4 separate regions of the Mus musculus genome follow, and all the other regions are linked to region 1. Evidence: chromatin contacts called from public HiChIP or PLAC-seq and promoter capture Hi-C data. All regions are on one chromosome and are shown on one strand. The core of a region is the stretch at or near the end of the contact, and the rest is flanking DNA. Distances in the headings are between cores, read along the strand shown.

Evidence for each region. Promoter capture Hi-C pulls out the DNA fragments that hold promoters and counts their contacts. HiChIP or PLAC-seq counts read pairs in DNA pulled down with a chosen protein or histone mark.
Region 2: an H3K4me3 HiChIP or PLAC-seq map of embryonic stem cells shows a contact between it and region 1, with 4 times the contacts expected there. The contact joins the promoter of Rab9b here to the promoter of Esx1 in region 1. A contact is called at or near these places in 10 of 39 promoter capture datasets (the 3T3-L1 cell line, cranial neural crest, embryonic stem cells and 4 more) and 1 of 115 datasets of contacts at active chromatin or transcription factors (embryonic stem cells).
Region 3: a contact with region 1 is called in a promoter capture Hi-C map of embryonic stem cells, with 9 read pairs. The contact joins the promoter of Tmsb15l here to the promoter of Esx1 in region 1. A contact is called at or near these places in 5 of 39 promoter capture datasets (the 3T3-L1 cell line, 3T3-L1-derived adipocytes, embryonic stem cells and 2 more), 1 of 15 datasets of contacts at CTCF or cohesin (embryonic stem cells), 9 of 484 Hi-C or Micro-C datasets (the G1E-ER4 cell line, embryonic stem cells and myocytes), 6 of 115 datasets of contacts at active chromatin or transcription factors (embryonic stem cells and large pre-B cells) and 3 of 9 other capture datasets (adipose tissue, embryonic stem cells and pancreatic islet).
Region 4: a contact with region 1 is called in a promoter capture Hi-C map of embryonic stem cells, with 6 read pairs. The contact joins the promoter of Tmsb15b2 here to the promoter of Esx1 in region 1. A contact is called at or near these places in 8 of 39 promoter capture datasets (the 3T3-L1 cell line, the HPC-7 cell line, embryonic stem cells and 2 more), 1 of 15 datasets of contacts at CTCF or cohesin (embryonic stem cells), 2 of 484 Hi-C or Micro-C datasets (embryonic stem cells and reprogramming fibroblasts), 2 of 115 datasets of contacts at active chromatin or transcription factors (embryonic stem cells and stem cell-derived neural progenitor cells) and 1 of 9 other capture datasets (liver).

The regions. Positions count from the first base shown.
Region 1 is chrX:137,118,930-137,122,341 of GRCm38.p6, reverse strand. It overlaps Esx1 (extraembryonic, spermatogenesis, homeobox 1), which reads left to right and starts at 2,016. Exons shown (of 5, transcript NM_007957.2): 1 at 2,016-2,398; 2 at 2,646-2,771. The coding sequence starts at 2,314.
Region 2 is chrX:136,866,498-136,869,901 of GRCm38.p6, reverse strand. Rab9b (RAB9B, member RAS oncogene family) reads left to right here and starts at 1,346. Exons shown (of 3, transcript NM_176971.3): 1 at 1,346-1,509.
Region 3 is chrX:136,974,864-136,978,340 of GRCm38.p6, reverse strand. It overlaps Tmsb15l (thymosin beta 15b like), which reads left to right and starts at 1,467. Exons shown (of 4, transcript NM_207267.4): 1 at 1,467-1,582; 2 at 2,839-2,943. The coding sequence starts at 2,844. It overlaps Tmsb15b1 (thymosin beta 15b1), which reads left to right and starts at 1,467. Exons shown (of 3, transcript NM_001081983.1): 1 at 1,467-1,582; 2 at 2,839-2,943. The coding sequence starts at 2,844.
Region 4 is chrX:136,956,312-136,959,374 of GRCm38.p6, reverse strand. Tmsb15b2 (thymosin beta 15b2) reads left to right here and starts at 1,396. Exons shown (of 3, transcript NM_001080967.4): 1 at 1,396-1,476; 2 at 2,536-2,640. The coding sequence starts at 2,541. It overlaps Tmsb15l (thymosin beta 15b like), which reads left to right. Exons shown (of 4, transcript NM_207267.4): 3 at 2,536-2,640.

The DNA of each region.
Region 1 (3,412 bases), core at 767-3,266:
ACAACCATCAGTCTAATAAAACGACTGCTCTGCTACTCAGCCCGTAAGCTTCTGGGGACACGGGACACAAGGAGCTAATTTACTTCCTAGGCCGGTTGGCCAGCAGCAGCCTAATGTGCCCTCACAATTCACAGAAGTTCGAATTTATGAGCAGTTCTAGAACTTTCAACAGAATATATCCTCTGCTGGAGATGACCAAAGGCAACTAAAGCCTGGAGAAAGCCTGGACGCCCGAGGGGGGTGGGGGGTGGGGGACACGCCGCCTTCCTTTCTTCCCTCCGGCGCATTTGAGCCTGCCCTTTTGATTTCTCGGCGTGGTGCTGAGCAAGTTGAAGGGGGACATTAGAAATTCGGCAGTTCTGGATCCCAAATTTCCTCTTGTTCCAAGCAATCCAGGTAAGCAATCCAGTCTGGTGCGAAGGGACGTGGCCTAGTCTCGCGAGAAGCAGATTCAGAGCCGTAAGACCTCATCCAATGGTCTTTTCCTTCAATTAACGCCCGCAACACACACACACACACACACACACACACACACACACACACACACACACACACGCACGCACGCACACACACACATGCACACACACGCACACACACACACACACGCACACACACATACACCACTGCCTGGAACATCCTTCGAATTAAGACACAAGTAATAAAGGAAAAAGTGCACGGACTTCGTAGTGAAACTGCCAAGTTGCCTGGCCTCCTGCGAAAAGGCCCACCACTGTGAGTCCGGGACAGCCAGGGCTGGTGCCATTGGGAAAACCCTGTCTCGAACACGTACCCCGTGCCCCTACTACCCCCCCCCCGTAACAAAAGTGAAAATGCCAACCAAAGGCCTGTAAAGGCAAAAATGTAGAACAAATCGTGCAGTGCCAAACACAAGGACCACAAAAAACAAGGATGTCAACACTTGAGAACATCTTTTGGAAAATTATACAGCCGTTTTAAATTTGACTCGCCATTTTCTAGACGGGGGGGGGGGGGGAGATAGTCCCAGGAAAAGGAAGGGGGAGGGGCGTGAATGTGGAGGTAGAGCGTTCTCCCGCCTTTTGAGCTTAGATACCCCAGAATTAGGCGGGCTTTTGGTTCAAGGCAGAGCAAGTTTCTACGATGCATTTTGTACTAAGAGCGAGCTATCTAACTCCGCAAAGGCACCAAACTCAAGTAACTTAGGCATTTTTGGGTCTCTTAAGCTTTTGGCAGAGTCCTTTATAGTAAGCCGGTTCGTTCCCAAAAATTACAACGCTCTAGAAGTATTTGAAGAGGCATAAAGGGTTTCTTGCAAGGTGTCCGTCCTACTTGCGCCTGTGTCACCCCAAAGACGCTGCTGAGTTTGTTGGCAAAGCCAACTCACTACGTTCTGGGAAAGCTTTGGGAACCAACTCAAAGCTCGAAAAGCTGGCCTTGTTGGCTTCCAGCACTTGGGAGGCAGCGGCAAGCAAGAGTATCTCTAAGTTCGAGGCCAGCACACTCTACGGTGTGTGTTCTAGGACAGCTAGGGATGCACAGAGAAACTTTGCCTCGAAAAGCCACAAAAAAAAAAGCCCAAAAAGCCAAAACAAAACCCCCAAAAAACTACAAAACCCAGCTTCCTGCCTACCTAAACATATTAGGGCTCTAATTCAGACTCTAGGTGCAAGAGTACAAAAACAACAAACAAAGCTCTAGTCATAAGTCACCGAGTCCTTGGTCGAGTCCAGTGTCCAAAGGGTGGCGGGAGGGGGAACCCATTTTGTTAGACTGTGCGTTCCCAACCCGTAAGTCCACGTAAATTTTTTCCTTGGGGGACGTAAAATGACATGCTTCGGAACATAATATTTAAGGGTGTGCGAGCTGGTGCGAACTCGGAGCTGCTAAATTATGATTCACAGTCTTGTGCAGCCCCTTAGTGCTCTGGGACGCCTAGGTAGAGTTGAAAAGTCAGTTAACAGCACGTGGAAGCGGGTCTCCGCGCGCGCGTGCGCGCGCGCGGGCGCGTAGGGAGCTCAAAGTCCGACCGGCACTTTAACAAACACACTCCCTGTCACCAGAGCACCCCCTACAATGTAGTCCCACCCTACAGTGTAGTCCCACCCATTCCGAATGGAAACACTCCTATTTCTAATGGGGGCTTGAGCGGAGGCACACTACGTAAAATCTGATCCCTAAGAGGCACAAGGGCTGACCACCCTATAAAAGGGGCGTGACTCCTCAACGAGCGCCACTCGGGTACGGGAGAAGCAGCTGGTACCACCTCTGGCCAGGACCTCGGAAGCCAAGAAGTCCGCAGAAGCTGGTGACTTAACAACCCACCGCGCTCCGGTCATGGAATCTCACAAAAAGTGCCCCTGCTGCTACTGCACTGACTTGAAGACCTTTGTTGGAGCAGTGAAGGAGGAAACACTTCAGGGTCAGTCGGTGCCGCCTCGACGCGTTTAGATTCGAGAAGAACTCGGGAGGACAACTTTTTTTTTTCTGTGCGCGCGCACGTATGCGCGCGCACAGAAGGTGACGAAGTGCGGTCAGCTTCTCGGACCTTCGCAGTCTCCGCCGCTCCTTTAGAGTGGCGCCTCGCTCTTCCCACTCTTCCCAGCCCTACCTAGGCTCCAAACCGCTTTTCTTTTTTTTTTTTCTTTTTTCTTTTCCCCCTTCTCCAGATCCACAGCCTAGCTTGAGCTCAACGCTTTTGGAGGGAGCAGACTACCAGGAAAACGCGGAATCTGAAACAACTTTCTACTCCGACTTTGGAGCCAGCCCGAAGGAGGAAGAAGTGGAGATGGAGAGTCAGTATCTGGACAGGGATAGGTTCTTAACGGGCAATTTAATTTGGGCTCGGCCTGATGTTCCCGGGTTGCGCGTGGGGGAAGCAGGGCGGCGGGAAGGGAGCCCCGGGGTGGGGGTGGGGGCGGCGGCGGGGAGCGGGACGGCGTGGGGGACGCCGGAGGGGGTAGCGTCCGGCGTGGAGTGGGGGCTGCGGCGGCCGGGAGGGGAACTGTGTGGAGGGGCGGCATGGGGAGGAGAGCCGCGGCGGCGAGAAGGGGGCAGCAGGCGCAGGGGTGGCAGCGCTGTAGCGAGCGGGCGGCAGGTAGAGAGGCGTCGAGGAGCCGGGACGGCAGCGCGGAGACGCGCGACCCGCGGCCTGGGGAGAAGGCAGCAGGTAGAGGGGCGGCGGGGAGCAGGGACGGAAGGCGGCGCGGCGACGCGCGACCCGCGGCGTGGGAAAAAGGCAGAAGGTAGAGGGGCGGCGGGGAGCAGGGACGGAAGGCGGCGCGGAGACGCGCGACCCGCGGCGTGGGAAAAAGGCAGAAGGTAGAGGGGCGGCGCGGAGACGCGCAACCCGCGGCCCGGGGAGAAGGCGGCAGGTAGAGTGGCGGCGGGGAGCCGATGCAGTCAAATGCCACCCTTCTAGAGTGAGGCCCTTACC
Region 2 (3,404 bases), core at 97-2,596, 250 kb after region 1:
AACAAAAGCACAGCAAGCTACAAAAAGTATAGGAGATAAATTGAGTCTTATGGGATTATGGAGAAAGACTCTCCTGCAAAGTGGCATTTAAGTGGAGCCTTGCTGAGACTGGTTATTTTGCCTTGTGAGAAGATAGAGGGAGAGTGGTATAGATGGAAGGATGGTGTGTGTGAGGAACATATGGTGGGAGGGGGCAGTGCCATATACACATGGCTGTTCAGAGAGCAGAGAGGCATGAATGTCGCTGAGAAATAGATAAAGTGCAGGCTAAAGTACTTCAAGAGATTTGCTTTCCTTTAGTTATGAGGGTGGAAAGGTGTGTGTGTGTGTGTGTGTGTGTGTGTGTGTGTGTGTGTGTGTGTGTGCGCGCACGCGCGCGCGCGTGCGCACATGCATGAGCGTGCGTAGGGGTGAGGGGTAATCACAAACTAGATGAGGACACCAGAGGGCCACCAAAGGTCAGGAGGAACTAGTTTGGCGGCTGGCCATAATTGGAATATTGAATTTTACCCTAGTAGCAGTTCCTGGAACCTCCAGTACTGCTGTCTGAGATTCTCTAGAACAGTAATTGCTAAGGAGGCATACAGGGCTATGTGTTTTCTGTGTCTGAGTTACATACCAATCTTTCCTTTTGGAGTATCATGAGAAATTCTTGAGCAATGGGCACCAACAGGGCCTACTAATGTGTTGTGATCCTGTGCTTTCCTGTAGAAGAATGTGGATATATTAAACTCTTGGCGTAAAAACAGAACAAGCAGATACAAAAAAGAAAAAAAAAGAAAGGAAGGAAGGAAGAGAAGAAGGAAGGAAGGAAGAGAAGAAGGAAGGGAGGGAGGGAGGGAGGGAGGGAGGGAGGGAGGGAGGGAGGGAGGAAGGAAGGAAGGAAAAAAGGAAGGAAGGAAGGAAGGAAGGAAGGAAGGAAGGAAGGAAGGAAGGAAGGAAGGAAAAAAGGAAGGAAGGAACGAAGGTTGGTTGGTTCTTTGGTACATGAGGTAAATAGAAGAGTCATTGGGGGAAATGAAGCTATAGCTAGCTCTACCTGAGCCTTTAGGCCCTAGGCAGAAGAGAAGCTAAGCTGCCAGAGCAATTATTCAAAGGGCCATTGTCACTGTGACTTCTAATCAATTGGGAGGGGAAGAAAGACAGGGAGATTCAAGTTGGACAAGGAGCACTAAGGAAGAGCAAGTCAGCCAGGGCACCATCTTTACAAGAGGCAGCAAGAGGCGGCTGCAGTGGGTCCCCTGCGCAGAGAAGGGGGCACTAGGAGGCGGCGCGGGCCCCGCCCCCTCCCCTGGCGGGCGCGGGCTCGAGACGCTGCGCGGCGGCAGCAGCAGCGGGAGCGAGCAGCAGCTGTCAGGCCACCGAGGTCCAAGCTGCACTTGCTGCCCCACTGAGGACGAGGTGGCAGCGCGAGCCGTGACCCGGTCGCCGAGGAGCCAGGCTAGAGGCACGCAGAGCTGACCTGCCTGGCGTCTGTAACCCTGTCCTCTCTCCTCCCCATTGTGTTGGGTAAGGTGTCTGCGAGTGGGCTTTAAGAGGGGGCTAAGGCTGGCAGACCTGGGAGGCCAGGAGGTGGGGGGCCTGTGGGAGGAGGGAGAAAGGACAGTTTAGGTCATCACTGGTGCGACTGGCACCTCAGTAAAGGGGCCTAGAAGCTGCTGAGGTTATAGTCCTGGGTAGGTGATGGTGGAGGGGGGCGTTGCTGAGTAATCTAGAGTGGCTGCCAGACCGGGCAGAGAGGCGCAGGGCTCCGTGGGGAGCGGGTGTGGTTCACTGAGCATGCGCCGCAGAATGGCTTTAGGAGCTGAGGATGAGGTGAGAGGACCTAGGTCTGAGGTAGTTGGGACTATGCGTGATATTTCACTCTTAAGCTCCCAGTATTAAAACAGTGTTCCTGACGTAAAGATGCCAAACATTCCTGGTTTCCTAAAGACATTTTTTAAAAAATTAGTGTCCTGAAAACCTTTACTTTCAGGCAGCCTATTAAGGAAGACGTGGCCTGGGGACAGTGCCAAGTTCTTATCAAGTGTGTCTTTGGGCTTATTGGCTCAGAAATGTTACAAAGAGTGAAATATTAGACATGAATTTCCACATTGAACGCTTCGTTGCATATATGATATAAATGCAAGCATGAAGTTAGAAATAGCATTTTGGTGGCATGACAACTATGGCATCTAGACTTTGGAGCATGGGTGTAGCTGGTAACTGAGCTCTGCGAAGTAAATTGAGTGCGTCACAGGGCTTCCCCGCCGCTGTAAATCCTTCCCAGCATCAGGTTGTATGAGAAGCAACCTACATCTTTTAAATTAGAGGGTCTTGAAGATCAATTATTTCTTGTGTTGATTTTTACATACATTAAAGAAAGCCACACCCATTTCTTTAGTGCAGTATTTCTGAATATTTTTTCAGCATTAGACAGTAAACTAAATAGCCCCAACCAGCATGTCTCCACAAGATGGGCTTTGCTCACAGCTCCAGCAATGTCCTCTCCTCTGTGTAGACTTCCATCAAGGCCACTCTAATCCATTGTCTAGTCCCCCTTTCTTCCCCCATCAAGCCCTGCAGTACACACCCCTGTAAAGACTTACTCCCGAACAATCTGTGCTACTGACTGTGAGCATCATTCCACACCATGGAAACTGAACGGATGCTGCCAATTTGCTCGAGTGTCTTTTTTTTTCCCCTCTCCATAACCACAATAACATGTGTTATTTTAAAAGGTTCAAGCTTTATTTTATTGCCTCTGCTCCCAATCTCAAGCACCCCCCACTAAATACAGTAATTTTAATAAGCCTGTATGGGTGCGAACATAGCTGATTCAAAAGGTTTCAAGTGCACTGAAAGATAAAGAACTAGGAATATTGGTTATATGAATTTCCAATACATCTTATTATTCAAGATAATATTTGAATCAAAGCCAGATATTTAGGAGTAAATATTGTGGTCCAAGGGCTGGAAATGTAGCTTAGTGGTAGAGTATTTGATGCACAGTGCCCAGAGTTTGATTCCCAGTACCGGGGTTTAAAAAAAAAAAGGAAAATAAAAAGAAAAGAAAAGAAAAGAAAAGAAAAGAAAAGAAAAGAAAAGAAAAGAAAAGAAAAGAAAAGAAAAAGAATATTTTGTTCAGGTCTAGTCTGATATGGGAGCCATACTGAATTTTGCCTTCGTGTTAGATATTTTTGTTGTTATCAAAAATCCTTCTCACTGCTTAATGCTTTTTTTCTTTTCATATTGGATCAAATTTGGCATTTCCTGGGGAAGGGAAGTTGAATTCATTGATTTTTGTACTGTGCTGGTTCAATTCTGTTTGAATATGTACTGACATATATCATCTTCATCTTCAAAAATAACAGGGATGACAGCATCCACTGAAAACAAAATAGATATCATTGTTTTTCCTCTTT
Region 3 (3,477 bases), core at 218-2,717, 140 kb after region 1:
TTTTCTAGATAAATATTCAGGTATCCTTATATCATTTGTTGACAAGCCTTTTTCTCCATATTCATTTATAACAAAATACTATCAAATATGGAGCATTTGTATATCCTGAGTCAACTGTCTCACAGTTCTCTATGTCTATGTCTGGGCTATGTTGCCATTGCTTAATGTTGTCTCTTCAATATAATTCCTGGCTCAGGTGGGGAAAGGATGGAGGGAGAGAGTACTGAGATCGGGCGAGGGGCTTCTCTGGGATGAGCTAGAGACCTAGGGCGATGGAAACTCCTGGGAATCTATGAAGGTGACCTTAGCTAAAACTCCTTGCAATGTGGGATATAGAGCCTGAGCTGCCATCTCCTGGAACCAGGTGAGACTTCCAATGGGGAGACTGGGACACCAACCCAGCCACATACCTTTATACCTATAATTTGTCCTGCCTACAAGATGTGCAGGGGGAAAAGATGGAGCCAGTATATGCCCAGGAGTAGGGCCATCTGCTGGAACATGTGTAACCTCTCAGGGACCTCACCTTTCAAGAAAACTGCATCTCTCTTTCCAAACAACTGTCAACTGTCAGTACTTCTCAGCTAGGGGCAGGACTTCTGGTGCTCCTTACACCCCTGGCCACGCTGAGATATGGTCTTATTTTAATTTTGATCAAGTTATGTACCTGTAATCACATCTGTTCAAAAAACACTGTAGTAGTCCAGTGCCTCTAGCTCTTAAAAATCGTTCAGCCCCTCTTCTGGGAAAACCCCTAAGCCTTGTGAGGAGGTAACTGCAGTTTCCATCTTCTGTTTCTTGTGCATCAACCAAAGTTCTAAGTGAAAACTAGTGTCTGTAGATGGCCTTGTGCTTATTCTAAAGTAGTTCTTCTCCTGGTCAATGGCACAAAAAGTCTAAACTGTCACATGAGTACATAGGCAATGTTCAGGAATGCATGGCCCTGAACCACTGACTCTCACGTCTGCATTACGAGCAGAGCAGAGATTAGACAGAGGTTACTGAGCATCTGTTCAAACAGCAACAACAACAACAACAAAAGCAACAACAACAACTGTAACAACAACAACAAGAACAACAAAAGCAACAACAAGAATGCAGGGTACAACTCATTCAGTTTGGCCCCCGATGTCCAGATATTAAAATTTAACTGGGTAAGGTGTAGCTGTTTAATGTGAGGCTTCTAAATCGGCGGAGGAAAGACTGCATTTGTAAAGAAGGAATTGTGAACCCCAGGGCTAAAGCTGTGGAAGAGAAGGGGAACTGACCCTTGCCAATCATTATCTCTTAGGCATCATCAAGCCATGCTATAGGTGGGCTGCAGGTAAACAGAACAGAGACAGCCACCCAGAACACTAGACCTGAGGAGGGGGCGTGTCAAGCCAAGATGTGTCCAATCAGGGACGCCTGTGTAGGGATTACGTTTAGACCTTCTGTTCAATCATAGAGGGGATGGGCGGGATATAGGGGCGGGACCCGTGGCAGAGTTAATCAGTTGGTCACTGCACTCCTGAGCACAGTCCTGATCCAGAGGTAACTGTGGACATAACTGCTGGCCTGAAGGGAGCCTTGGAACCGGCAGGTGAGTATCTCCCCTGGCATTTGCGGGACCAAGCACAGTGGCGACTGCTAGTGCTTGCTCTATCGTCTTTGTGTTTTCAGGCAGACCAAGCTGTCTGCTCACCCGAGTTTACAGATTTCCCTGTTTCTAGCCGGTGCAGAGCATAGTCCTGGTAGTGGTGGTGGTGGTGGTGATGGTGGTGGTGTCCCCACCCTGGGAGGTTCAGAGGGACCAGCAGCTTCGAGGAGTTAGTGAAGGCTGGAAGTAGGGTTTGGTTGGGTGGGAAAGGGACTTTTAGGGTTGTGGTTCTCGCCCCTCTGTCCCGCCCTGTGGTTACAAAGTTGTGAATCCCAGTTTTTCTGGCTTTCAGCATAAAAGAGGGCCTTCGGGTATCCTTGATTGAATGACATTGTGTTTGGCCATGTGGAAGCTTTGAAGATAACGATTCTCCACTATACTTTGGTTAACAGATTGTGTCCTGCCCCACTGGGGTGATACAGAAGATTTCTGCCTTCTGACCTTTGGGGTCTTTTCCTATTGTTCCTTTCCTGATCCACTTGTGAAATTCAGAAGATGCCAGGGATGGCTCCATGTGTACCTTGCTTTCCTACCTAGTAACAGTGAAAACTGTGAAGTAGAACTTAACTCTCTTTGGCTTACTTGACTCTGCTAAAGTTCTGAGTCTCAACCTGTTTATCTTCCCCCCCCCCCCTTACATGTTTATTAAGGCTACAAGAAGATATTGTGTGAGACTTGTATTCGCCTTTCATTCCTACTCTAATGGTTAATATACCAGCTTTCATCATCCTTTAGAAGTCAGTACAGTGTTGTTTGACATTTTTTCTGCATGATGCTCACCACCATTCCCAAATACCCTAAAAGTAACTGCCTAGAAGGTGAAAATGCTCAGATAGTCCCTCACGTCTTCCCTAGTCAAATCTAGCCCTTATTTGCTCTTCTATTCTTATCTGCTAATTTTTGTCATTTCTATTTTGCCTTTGCTGGGAATTTTAAAGTGAGCCACACCCCCACGTCTCCACAGCCAGTTTCTAGAGTATCTTGCTTTCTTGAACATCTTTGTCTGCTGTCATTTACTTTCACCAGAAATGAGCTAATGCATTGCAATCAGAAGACTCTAAGACAAACATGACTTTCTAAGATCCGTTGTTTTGGAAAACAGCATGCAAAACATTCACTGATAGTAAATGAATGTTTTTACTGTGACTCTTAATCTGATCATGGTTCTAGTGGGCAACTTTGTTTTGTCTTTCTTATAGACAAGATGAGCGATAAACCAGACTTGTCAGAAGTTGAAACGTTTGACAAATCAAAGTTGAAGAAAACTAATACTGAAGTAAAAAATACTCTTCCGTCGAATGAAAGTAAGTCATGGGGTTTCTAGTAGGGAAAGTTGCTGTAGTCAGTCAACAAACCTATGTTATGTTCTTTTACAGTTTTCATGAGTAAATAATATCTTACCAGACTTAATAGTTTAAAATATCCAGTAGCTGATTCTGTTACTGGGGATATGTAAGTGCTTCCTGCATAACAAACATCAGTAGTATAAAGAAACAAAAGCTATTTTCTGTTGAAAATTATGAAACTCACATTAAAATTAACCTTGAAATAATTGACAAAAAAAAAAAAGCCAACCAAACAACAACAACCAAAACCCAGGGATATACACTTGTAATCGTGGTGTTTGCTGCCTTGACAAGGTTGAGTGTGATCTTGTCCCCCTAGTGGACTGTGCCAGTGCTTCTGACCTTTTGTAAATGGAGTGACTTCAGATCTCGAATATGCTTGCTGCCCCCAGACGCAGAGGTTTGCTGCTGTTCCCCAGATTTTCAGCTTCCTGGAGAATATCACTCACAAATGCTGTGCCATGCTTTGCCCTCTGTTACACCAAAATTATC
Region 4 (3,063 bases), core at 147-2,646, 160 kb after region 1:
ACTAGCCTTTTTCTCCATATTCATTTATAACAAAATACTATCAAATATGGAGCATTTGTATATCCTGAGTCAACTGTCTCACTGTTCTCTATGTCTGGGCTATGTTGCCATTGCTTAATGTTGCATCTTCAAAATAATTCCTGGCTCAGGTGGGGAAAGGATGGAGGGAGAGTGTACTGAGATCGGACGATGGGCTTCTCTGGGATGAGCTAGAGACCTAGGGCGATGGAAACTCCTGGGAATCTATGAGGATGACCTTAGCTAAAACTCCTTGCAATGGGGGATATAGAGCCTGAGCTGCCATCTCCTGGAACCAGGTGAGACTTCCAATGGCGAGACTGGGACACCAACCCAGCCACATAACTTTATACCTATAATTTGTCCTGCCTACAAGATGTGCAGGGGGAAAAGATGGAGCCAGTATATGCCCGGGAGTTGGGCTATCTGCTGGAACATGTGTAACCTCTCAGGGACCTCACCTTTGAAGAAAACTGCCTCTCCCTTTCCAAACAACCGTCAACTGTCAGTACTTCTCAGCTGCCCACGCTGAGATATGGTCTTATTTTAATTTTGATCAGGTTATGTACCTGTAATCACATCTGTTCAAAAAACACTGTAGTAGTCCAGTGCCTCTAGCTCTTAAAAATCGTTCTGCCCCTCTTCTGGGAAAACCCCTAAGCCTTGCGAGGAGGTAACTGCAGTTTCCATCTTCTGTTTCTTGTGCATCAACCAAAGTTCTAAGTGAAAACTAGTGTCTGTAGATTGCCTTGTGCTAATTCTAAAGTAGTTCTTCTCCTGGTCAATGGCACAAAAAGTCTAAACTGTCACATGATTACATAGGCAATGTTCAGGAATGCATGGCCCTGAACCACTGACTCTCACGTCTGCATTACGAGCGGAGCAGAGATTAGACAGAGGTTACTGAGCATCTGTTCAAAACAGCAGCAGCAGCAACAACAACAACAACAACAACAAAAGCAACAACAAGAATGCAGGGTACAACTCATTCAGTTTGGCCCCCGAAGTCCAGATATTAAAATTTAACTGGGTAAGGTATAGCTGTTTAATGTGAGGCTTCTAAATCGGCGGAGGAATGAATGCATTTGTAAGGAAGGAATTGTGGACCCCAGGGCTAAATCTGTGGAAGAGAAGGGGAACTGACCCTTGCCAATCATTATCTCTTAGGCATCATCAAGCCATGCTATAGGTGGGCTGCAGGTAAACAGAACAGAGACAGCCACCCAGAACACTAGACCTGAGGAGGGGGCGTGTCAAGCCGGGATTTGTCCAATCAGAGACGCCTGTGTAGGGATTACATTTAGACCTTCTGTTCAATCATAGAGGGGATGGGCGGGATATAGGGGCGGTACCCGCGGCAGAGTTAATCAGTTGGTCACTGCACCCCTGAGCACAGTCCTGATCCAGAGGTAACTGTGGACATAACTGCTGGCCTGAAGAGAGTCTTGGAACGGGCAGGTGAGAATCTCCCCTGGCATTTGCAAGGCCAAGCACAGTGGCGACTGCTAGTGCTTGCTCTATTGTCTTTGTGTTTTAAGGCGGACCAAGCTGTCTGCTCACCCTCTGTCCAGCGCTGTGGTTACAAAGTTGTGAATCCCAGTTTTTCTGGCTTTCAGCATAAAAGAGGGCCTTCGGGTATCCTTGATTGAATGACATTGTGTTTGGCCATGTGGCAGCTTTGAAGATAACGATTCTCCACTATACTTTGGTCAACAGATTGTGTCCTGCCCCACTGGGGTGATACAGAAGATTTCTGCCTTCTGACCTTTGGGGTCTTTTCCTATTGTTCCTTTCCTGATCCACTTGTGAAATTCAGAAGATACCAGGGATGGCTCCATGTGTACCTTGCTTTCCTACCTAGTAACAGTGAAAACTGTGAAGTAGAACTTAACTCTATTTGGCTTACTTCATTCTGCTGAAGTTCTGAGTCTCAACCTGTTTATCTTTCCCCCTTACATGTTTACTAAGGCTACAAGAAGATATAGTGTGAAACTTGTATTTGCCTTTCATTCATACTCTAATGGTTAATATACCAGCTTTCATCATCCTTTAGAAGTCAGTACAGTGTTGTATGACAGTTTTTCTGTATGATGCTCACCACCATTCCCAAATACCCTAAAAGTAACTGCCTAGAAGGTGAAAATGCTCAGATAGTCCCTCACGTCTTCCCTAGTCAAATCTAGCCCTTATTTGCTCTTCTATTCTTATCTGCTAATTTTTGTCACTTCTATTTTGCCTTTGCTGGGAATTTTAAAGTGAGCCACACCCCCACGTCCCCACTGCTGGTTTCTAGAGTATCTTGCTTTCTCCAGCATCTTTGTCTGCTCTCATTTACTTCCACCAGAAATGAGCTAATGCATTGCAATCAGAGGACTCTAAGACAAACACGACTTTCTAAGATCCGTTGTTTTGGAAAACAGCATGCAAAACATTCACTGATAGTAAATGAATGTTTTTACTGTGACTCTTAATCTGATCATGGTTCTAGTGGGCAACTTTGTTTTGTCTTTCTTTTAGACAAGATGAGCGATAAACCAGACTTGTCAGAAGTTGAAACATTTGACAAAGCAAAGTTGAAGAAAACTAATACTGAAGTAAAAAATACTCTTCCGTCGAAGGAAAGTAAGTCATGGGGTTTCTAGTAGGGAAAGTTGGTGTAGTCAGTCAAGAAACCTATGCTATGTTCTTTTACGTTTTTCACGAGTAAATAATATCTTACCAGACTTAATAGTTTCAAATATCCAGTAGCCGATTCTGTTACTGGGGATATGTAAGTGCTTTCTGCATAACAAACATCAGTAATATAAAGAAACAAAAGCTATTTTCTGTTGAAAATTATGAAACTCACGTTAAAATTAATCTTGAAATAATTGACCAAAAATCAAAACAAACAAACAAAAAAAAAACCAACCAAACAACAACAACCAAAATCCAGGGATATACACTTGTAATTGTGGTGTTTGCTGCCTTGACAAGGTTGAGTGTGATCTTGTCCCCCTAGTGGACTGTGCCAGTGCTTCTGACCTTTTGTAAATGGAGTGACTT